Regions from separate parts of the Xenopus laevis genome. Here region 1 is linked to region 2. The links are chromatin contacts, called in public Hi-C maps. All regions are on one chromosome and are shown on one strand. Each heading gives the region's core, a stretch centred on a gene start, on an enhancer-like site or on the middle of the called end of the contact. The rest is flanking DNA. Distances are from core to core; before and after follow the strand shown.

Evidence for each region. Hi-C and Micro-C count contacts between places; a contact is called where the count stands out from the background.
Region 1: a Hi-C map of the XTC cell line shows a contact between it and region 2, with 2.9 times the contacts expected there. The contact joins two enhancer-like sites. A contact is called at or near these places in 2 of 4 Hi-C or Micro-C datasets (the XTC cell line and animal cap).

The regions. Positions count from the first base shown.
Region 1 is chr2L:155,167,335-155,172,379 of Xenopus_laevis_v10.1, reverse strand. It overlaps sp7.L (Sp7 transcription factor L homeolog), which reads right to left. Exons shown (of 2, transcript NM_001099905.1): 2 at 2,929-5,045. The coding sequence ends at 5,021. Among protein-coding and RNA genes, the nearest start is that of sp7.L, 21 kb to the right of the region's middle. Within about 2 kb of position 2,474, at least 1 of the 7 cell types and tissues checked has an H3K27ac peak or open chromatin away from gene starts, as enhancers often do.
Region 2 is chr2L:155,103,671-155,108,446 of Xenopus_laevis_v10.1, reverse strand. LOC108708646 (a long non-coding RNA gene) reads right to left here. Exons shown (of 3, transcript XR_001934503.2): 2 at 4,409-4,490; 3 at 3,473-4,172. Among protein-coding and RNA genes, the nearest start is that of LOC108708646, 4.3 kb to the right of the region's middle. Within about 2 kb of position 2,381, at least 1 of the 7 cell types and tissues checked has an H3K27ac peak or open chromatin away from gene starts, as enhancers often do.

The DNA.
Region 1 (5,045 bases), core at 1,225-3,724, 64 kb before region 2:
GATTGGGTGGAGGTTGTGAACTATACACCACTATATGTTCCAGGATTTTCTGCATCTGTTGACTGGATAACTGTTTTGCCTGGAGATGATTACTGCAGTGACTCACAGCAGCCTTGTTTCCTTAGCACCCTGTGAATAAATTCACTAGTGCCAGAAAAGTGGTTTTCATTTTGAAATGTGTAGTGATAATAAAATGGGAGATTTATGAGAGACATTTTGTTACTCTCAGTTGTTTGTATTTTGAGAGTCCTTTACTGAAAGATTTGAATAGCCCTGTGTGATGTTTCTTTGCAGTGTTAGCTGCACCTCCAGGAGCTTTACACCACTGGGCCATTTAAGGGTGCCAATCACTGTATTGACATTGTGCCTGCTTACAGATTCAACATTGCTGTCTCCTCTTACATCTTGTTGGGAATTAGAATTTGGATCTTTTAATGCTTTTCCTGTCTGGTATCATAAGATGGGTCTGATCTCTTCTAGTGTCACTGCAGAATATTTGTGCCTCAGAAGGGCACCGCTGTGAACATCTGTATTTTCTGGTGATGCCATATTATGCAGGAATACAGCCTCTCTTGCTGGGTCCCCAGGGCCACTGCCCTTCATTTTCTGTTGATCAACACAATCCTGTATTCATGAGATCACACTGCAACCCACTCTGGGACAAACACAAGGTCAGCACAGTGAAGCCTAAGAAGATATTCTAATTTCAGGCAGAATATTAGCACAATGTGGCATAATCCTAAGCAAACCAAGTAAAAAGCATTTGTAGCAAAACCACAAAGGCCTGGGCCTAAGGTGGCACAAATTAAAAGGTGGAATGCTGCCCAAGCGGCACCCGGTGTTACACGTGCTACACGTGCCCTGTCGCCTGTGATCCTGATGTAGGAACAAAGGATGCCCATGCGTGCGATCCTGTGGCAGGAGGGAGGGAACACAGTAGTAAAAATAACTATGGCTCCCGCACACCCTAAAGCAGTGTCGGACTGGGACACCAGGGGCTCACCCAAAAACCTTTGACTAGGGGCCTACTCTCAGTACTATTATGCTTCCTCTCCTCACTTAACCTCTAGTCTCATGTCTTTACATACTATAATCTATTATTCCATCTATTGAGCCACTTTGTTCTCATAGAAATAGGGAATGGCCATGAAATAGGCCAAATGTCTAGCAGCATAAGGGCCTACTGACACCTTGGCCCACCAGGACTTTTCCAGATATCCCGGTGGGCCAGTCCGACACTGCCCTAAAGTCAAATAGAGGAACGATAACTGGTGCACTAAGGTAGAGGATCGGAAAGCTTGACATTTAAGGGTGCCAATCATTGTATTCACATACTCTCTGCACATGTTCCAATAATTCTGTCTTTCTATGTATTCATGTTTTGGTGCCAAATGTCATATATAATGCCCCCTTAACATATGTTTGCAAGCTGGCTTCTGCTGTACTGGGCCTGGACTTGGCCAAAGTTATTCTAGGTTTGTCAATCTTGCTCCTGCCATTGTGGCTGTTTACAGATTCAACATTGCTGCCTCCTCTTACATCTTGTTTGGAATAAGAATCCTACATGCTTGACAAAGGGTTGTGACCCCAAAACGTTGCACTCTTGCATTAAACACGCAAGGCAATCTTGCTTGCATCAATCCTGTGTACCTTTGGATTTCTTTCTAAGGAGAGAGGGACTGACAGAGGACACTGGCCTCAAGGCGCCCTCAGCAGAAATTCGGCCCTCTACCCAAGATCAGAGGTCTGCTGTTATTTTGACATTTTCTCCCGACTGTCAACCCAGTTTTTAATATTCTAAACAGAAATAAGCAGAGGCACGTATCAGTAAAATACATATAATTATTATTTATTGAAGCACAAAATACAAATAAATAAGAAGTTCAAATAAAATAGACTCAAAGGTAAAGTTACACACACTTAAATAGAAGGTCATCCGTTAACATCAGTTTATTAGGTAAGCTTCGGGGGTGGTAACACATTTGTAAGGGGTCTGCCTAGTAAGGGGTTTGTATGCTTACTTGCCTGTGACCCCTAGAGAAAAATGCATTGTGTAGCCCACTGCATTTAATTTCTGGTACCAATGGTGCAGATATACTTTCCCATGCTCTTTTCCAAGTACATGCTTGGCCTGTTGAAATTATTTTTATTATTTTTTAAAGGAGAACTAGAACAACTTTGGCCCTGCACAGCCACCCTTCCCAAACTTGAGCAACTGCTCCCTAAAACTGCTCCTCTCTACTCTCACTAAGGCAGAGTTTCGCAGCTGGGTTCTTCTTAGCACAGACTGACGACTATGTAAATGGGCACTAGAAAACAGAACTAGATTGGCTTTTAGTGCACATACCCCTTTTCATCTATCAGAGCCAGGAACAAAGGTGAAACAGGCAAACATTACCCACCAACCCCTAACTAAAGGGGAAATCTCCATTTCATATACTGGTGAAATACATACATAACCTTCCCTGGCTCCTTGTTTTGCCATGATCCAGAATTCTTCTTATTCTGTTCTCAGCGGGAGATTGGAAGAGTTATGGCTTTTTTCACTGTTATTACTAGAATGTGCAACGTTGTGCAGCAATTACAATAAAATCAGTTTTCTTGTAATACTGCATAAAATGTATAACCCGATGTGCTATAACTGTACCTGTGTGATTATATAAAATTCATTGTTACATTTCCTAATGCAGACCCAGGTCCTTGGTTCAAATGCAAAATATATTATGAATCTTATCTCAACCAATCGTCTGTATGCGAGACATTCAAATAGAATACTCTGGGTCGACTATGTTTGTATTGAAAACATATGGACAGCCATAATCACATTAGAGGGGTCATACATTTCACAAAATACACCTTAACATCACGGGATGCAGGAATGTAGAAACAGGAACCTGTGGCTGCCGGGGGGACTCAGGAGCGTAAATGTCCAATGTAGTATTTAATGATGTGGAAGTTCTATATACATTATACATATTAGACAAAAGCCAGTTTCTGGAAAGTATGGGGCCCTAACATGATTTTTCAGTGTGGCCTACTAACTTCTAGTTACACCATTGTGACTTAACCTTATAAAACCTTATGTTTTTAGCAATACATATATGTTTTAAAACACGCAAAAAAACCTCTTAAAAAACAAAGTAATGTCTGTGGGAAATACATCTAATTTTACAGGTAACTAATCATGGTAATGTATGGCTTCCCCACAGCTTACAGTACAGAGTGCAATATTAATAATACAGCTTATGAAAGTGCACTTCAACATTTCCACAGCATTAACCCATTTACCATCAGTGGGACCCTCTGTGGTTTGCACATTGGCCCACGCACAAATGGAATCAGAGAGGACGAGCTTGTTTAGCACCACTATGGAATGCAAAATCTTAAAGCACTTACACGTTCAAGCAAAAGGCACATTGCCCCCTCTCTTTTGTCCAAATGAGCAGTTAAATGAAAGAGGATCTCTATTATGCCTTCAGTTAAAAAATAAAAATGGATATGCAAACTGCTCATGGTTCATTGCTAGAGTCAGAGACACTAATCTATGGTGTCCCACTGCTATTTATTTTCCATTCATTTAAAGGGAAAGTAACACTATAAAGTAAAAATGCCCTGTGTAGCCTTACTACAGAACACAATACTATATAAAATACTTTTAGTTTTGTTTTGCTGGGCCTTTGGGGGCAGGTCATGAATATGTATCATGCCAACACCGAATGCAATAGACAGGGTGGGGTTTTGTTTAGCATTTTGACATTATAATACAGAAATACCAAAAGCTGAATTTTGATTTGAATGAATAATTTTCTTTTCAGGTGTTTAAATCATTGCCTGACTTCAAACACAATGCTAAAATGTTAAAATTCCACCCTGATGAGCTGGGAACAATACATAAAAGGATCAGTGACACCAAAAAGAAAATGTCTTGTATACATATAAATAAAAGGGGCCATTCATGACCATGGGAGGCACAAGTGCAAGGGCACCGTACAACATTGTATTACTGGCAGAAAAATGCCAGAACCTAGCCCTGCAACCTGTAATTGACTATAATGGAAATCTGTTGGCAGTTGTCCATTATAGTCAACAACAGGAGACACATATGAGATCTGGCATTTTTATACAGAGAAAATGCTACAAGTCATGTATTTCTTAAAATATTTTGGTTGATTAATTTTATAAACAAAAAAATCAATAAATAAACTTACATGAAACAACAATGAAGAAAACTGTAAACTGTCTTGGAATACAAATGTCTAAGTCAAATGAAAGGCTAAGTTTAAGGTTAACTTTCCCTTTTAATGAGTTTTTACACATGAATAGGAAAACTGAACCTAGATCAGCTTCGTTCCTCCATCACCATAAAACCATTCCATGCATTTGTGCCAATTATATAGAATACCCAAGGGAGTAGAACCCCATACTGTTTGTTCTACAATGGCACAGGGGTTGTTTTGATCAATTGTGTGTATTCTATTAAGTGGCATGGCAGCCAGTTTCCACTTCCCATTTTAGGTAATAGCACAAGAGCCCCCCTCTGCTCATATTTCATCATAAAGAATAAAGATCACACAATAACACTATTTTCACTTGTACTGGATGCACCTCTAGTGCTAGAGGGGCTTGTTTCAGCTTCATGAACCATTGGGTTACACTGTCCAGTAAAACCCTGGAAGTGGAGGGGGGTAGTAGACCAGTTAGCTCATATTTCTGAATGTGTTGAAATTAGATTCCCTATGTTAACACTATAAATAACTCATCCTCTTGTGCAAAGAACACACACTACCAGGGGGAATACATTTTGCAAATATTTAAACATGATACACAGTTTACACACTGCCTCCATTCTGGCTCAAGAGCCAAGAGTTTAGGCACAGTCTTTAGCCTATGTTTGTCCTTCACTTTTCCCATCTTTAAAAAGGCGGCCTGCATCACAAAGCAAGAGCACAGCTGCTAAGGTGTTTTATAGATGCCGTACAGCTCTAATAAGCCTGTGGCCTGTTATGGAAGTTCTTCAGCATCATATTTCTAACAAGCCTCCTTGG
Region 2 (4,776 bases), core at 1,132-3,631:
GGTACAATTCTGTATTCCAGTTCTTTATAAATTTCAAGGAGTCGACAGGTTGGGTATTAGTACATTGGCGATAAAGAAAGCTGAGAGATCCTTTCATTAGAGGGCAATGAAGGCAAATTGCTTCAAAGAAGGTATGCCAGGAGAAAGGAGATCTCTTCTGTAAAAAAAATGCCTTATTTGATTGTACCTATAAAGTTTTTGGGTTGGAACATTATGGCGCTCATTTATTAAACTTCCATTTTTTCTGATCAAGGTTTTTAGGGTTTGCAACTGGTCTTCATTTTTTTTGTGTTTTTTTCAGTTATTTAGCTTTTTACTTGTTCCAGATTGATATTTCAGCAGCTATTTAGTTGCTAGGGTATTACCTGTGGTTAATTAATAAAAGAACTATACAAAAACAATAATGAAGACCAGTTCCAAAGTTGGTAGGAATAGGACACTCTATAACATACTAAAAGTTAACTTAAAAGTAAACCACCCCTTTAATGTCATTGTAATGTTATTTAATCTCTTAATTGTGATACTTATATTATTATACTTAAATATTTCCCAACAGTCAGCTCCTCATTAGTTACACTGCTTGTTTTTTATGTTCAGGATATTCCTACTGAACACAATATCACTGAATATTATAATATATATACACACAATCTGCTGGTCCACACACAGGCTGTTAGTCAATGCCTGGGTGCTGGTTAAAAATTAGTAAATATCAATATCATGTGAAGAACCGCACTACACAGGACTTGTGAGTGAAAAAATGTTCCGTTTATTCCTTCAACATTTCAGCTTCTAACTGAAGACGGCTTGAGTAAGAAGCAGAAACTTTGAAGGAATAAACATTTTTTCACTCATAAGTCCTGTGTAATGCGGTTCTTCACATGATATATACAGTATATATATATTTTTTTCTTTCTTTTAATTTATTGATCGAACCATTGTAATTCGATTGCAAACAGCTAAATTTAAACATTTTTAATTCGATGGTTGAATTTCGACGTTTTAGCACTTCGAAATTCGACCCTTGATAAATCTACCCCTTAAATTGCATATAGATTGCAAGAATTCTTCTGGGCAGGTCCCTCCTAACTGTCTGTATTGTTTGTTTGTTTTTTGGTATTTTTGATGCATATATCCATTAATTGTAACCCCTGCAGAATATGCTGACCTTTTATAAATATGTGTATAATAAAAAATTTACTGACTTTGTCTGGAGGATCCAAAGTCGGCAGGTTTTATTGAACCAAATAGGACCAGCTTTACGCTATATTCACATATTCTTGTTTTGTTTTTACGCTATATTCACATATTCTTGTTGCAAATCATTTTATAACTGGGAGTCCATACACCTGATTTCTGTATATCTTTAGACATAGCCAGAGGGACATGCAAAAGGCAAAGTTCCAAAGGCAATCGGTACACAAAGATTTTTATATCAAAAGATATATGTCCCAAGGCTTGTTTTCAGTAAAAATAAATTATTTATTAGTATTCACATTTTAAAAAGTTTTTGATACATACTGACCCCATATGGCCCACCTTACGCGTTTTGTCTCTCATCTACAAGCAGTTTGCCTCTGTTTCCTAGTCTTTCAGTGAACAACACAGACATTTGTATCCTGTGCCTAGTCTGGACATAGGCACAAAGGCAAACATATTTTGATTTCACCATAAATTAACTATAGCGTAAGATCTAAATGTAGAAACCATTACGAAGTTCAGCTTTACACATATAGGGCCTATTTATGAAACCCTGATTTTTTTCTGGTCGAGTTTTTAAGGGGAAAACATATATGTTTACCAAAAAAACCTTGAATTTTTAAATATTTTTTGTACCCCACAGCTGTTAAAAATCTGAATCCAAATGCTAAAATCTGCTATGTAGAAGTCAATGACAGATGTTCCTTTTACAATTTGAAGATATTGTGATCTGCGCTGGGATTCGTTCGGGCGACAAGTGAAAACCAAGTGATTCGGGCATCACATCCGGAAAGTCATACAATTCAAATTTTCATTTGATTTTGTCGAGACTTTTCTTGCACAGACTTTTTTGAGCTTATTGTTTTATAAATTAGTTAAATTTGAGGATGGGAGTTAGGTCAGCTTTGCTTTAATCAAACAATGAGATAAACTAAAGTTTTAGTAATTACCCCCCATGGTGTATAATACCAAATGTGAAGCATTTTGCAGCAACAGATCCCACAGATTGCCAGTCCAGGCCTGGATGCATTGCTGAAAAGACTGGGCCATATGTATAAGCTGTGTGCAACGCTTACCTAAATTTCCCAGCTGACACTGGGTGTTTACATCTCCACGCTCTTGCATGCCCGCCCAGAGCTGAGCCCATTCAGGAGGGTGTGGAGAGATGACAGGGGGTGTGTAATAGGGCAGGTGTAGGAAGGCTGCTAATAACTGAGGTGTGCTTTGTACCAGCACATGTCTTGGCTCGCTCTAACCTTCCACCAACGCAGGCAGTGACAGCTGAATATGCAGCACATTGCTACTGAACAAACATGGGCGTGGGAGTTCAGCAACTTCCTGTATCCAAGAGATTCCATGGCAGCCAGACACGGAAACACAATGATAAGTATCAGACAGGCACCTCCACACTTTGTGGCACTCCAGCTCCCTGTTGTGTCTCCCTGGAATATAGTTCTGCCTCTTACTAATATATATATATATATATATATATATATATATATATATATATATATAGTAGAGCAAAAGAACCGCACTCACAGGACTTTCTGAAGGTGCAAAAACAAAAATGATGTTTATTTCAACGTTTCGGCTATTCACTTAAGCCGTCATCAGGAAGTGAAAAAACTTTTTTTCACTTCCTGATGCACCTAGGCAGTTGCGCTTGTTTTGAGTGCATATATATATATATATATATATATATAATTTTTTTTTATAATTTATTACACTTAACGGAGTGAAGTTTCGGCTGTAATAACAGCCTTTTTCAAAGTGTTGAATCACCATACAGTGCCCACTCAAATACAGTGCTGTGGCGGGAAATGCCTTGACGGCAACTCCCACACTGTGACATCATGGGAAACAAAGTGACGTGTGCATGTCACGTTTGTTACTTTATGCACACGTCACTTTGTTTCCAAAATGCCTTCCCGCCAGCAAGAATATGACTCGACGGTATCACACCACTATTTTAGGGTCTATGGTATACAGGACCCCCTATATTAGTGTCCCACAATACATTTCTCCTTACCTTTTTATACACAGCGCTTTAGAACTGGCATCACTGGAAACATTTTGCTCTCTCCTCTCATCAAGATGAAGAGGTACTAGAACCTATGGAAGAAATATAAAATAAATCAACAGAGGTAAACAGAGAAAAGCTGCCCGATAAGTACATATATTTGTATAAAGTAATGAGAAGCATTGTTCTCCTAAACTCCCTGTTGTTACAAACCAATTTATTTTATACATAAATAAGGATTCATTGTCTTCTTGTATTATTACTATCTTATTTTTAAATATCAGATAAATTGTTTTACTAAAAAGGATTTTGGTTTTAAAAGGCTGACTGTGAAACAATCACTATATAGCAACATACATTTGAGGGAATCAGATTGATTTTATGGAGACATGACAGAAAATTAATTATTTCCTTCAATTATTTCCTGATCACCTGCATATCATTACAGTTAATTTATTCCGTAACTAATGGAGCCATATTTGGACCCTTATGTATGTTTCAGAGTAAAATAAAATTATTCCCTCTATTTGGAGAATAGAAAGTTCTCTGTACATGATAAACTTTTCGTTAAATACACAAATATCTTAAATGAGTTTCAGAATAGAGTGTGGAATATCTCTTGCTTACCTTCAACTACAGTCTTATGTTGATAGTAGCCAGTGGATGAGGTGAATGCAATTTAAACCAGCCTTCCATGGTGAGGTTTTCTGCCAACACTAGGTCACAGACAGACATAGACAAGGTGCCCAAGCGCCTGTGACGCACGCCTTTTCCCTCAATAACAAGGAAAAGAATCTGCAGAATTACAGCAAACAAAGCAATAAAAAAAGGCAAAAGCTCACCATGCACAGCTACAGATTGAAGTAGAAACATGTAATTTCTTCTCATAAGGGATCTGTGTTGGAAAATGGTATGACTTGTTCCACAATGGGTCCTTACTATTTCTGATGGTCTAAAAAAGAAAGAAAAATATGATTACAAAAATGTGTAGGTTGTTTGAGCCTACTGATTTTCGGCAAAAGACTTGGATGATGGTCAGCTTGTCAATTGGCCAAGATGGAAAATTTTGATGGTGTGAACATTGGCTAGGGGATACTGCTGTGTATCTGATGATTCAGCTCTTAACATTTGTAATTGAAAAACAAACAATGGATAGATCGTAATTGTTATATCTATGGCCACCTTTACCTGCACTTCTAACATAGACATAGAGGATAGCTGGCCAAAATTTCTGAATCTACACAGCAGAGTTTCTGTTCTCCATCAGCACCTGGAAAAACAACAAGTTAGATACACCAAACTACAAAATATACCAACCTTTCCCCAAACAGTCAGCACAAAGATTTATAGGTATTCTCTCTTTAAGTTTTTCACTGTGTTGAGAAAGATTAAGGGGCAGATTTATCAAGGGTCGAATTAGTAAAAAAATTAAAATTTCAATCTATTCTTGTGTACCTCAACTAGGGAATAATCCAAATTCGTTTTGAATTTGAAAAAAATTAGAAAATTTGAATATCGAAATTTATCATGTACTGTCTCTTTAAAAATTCGATGTC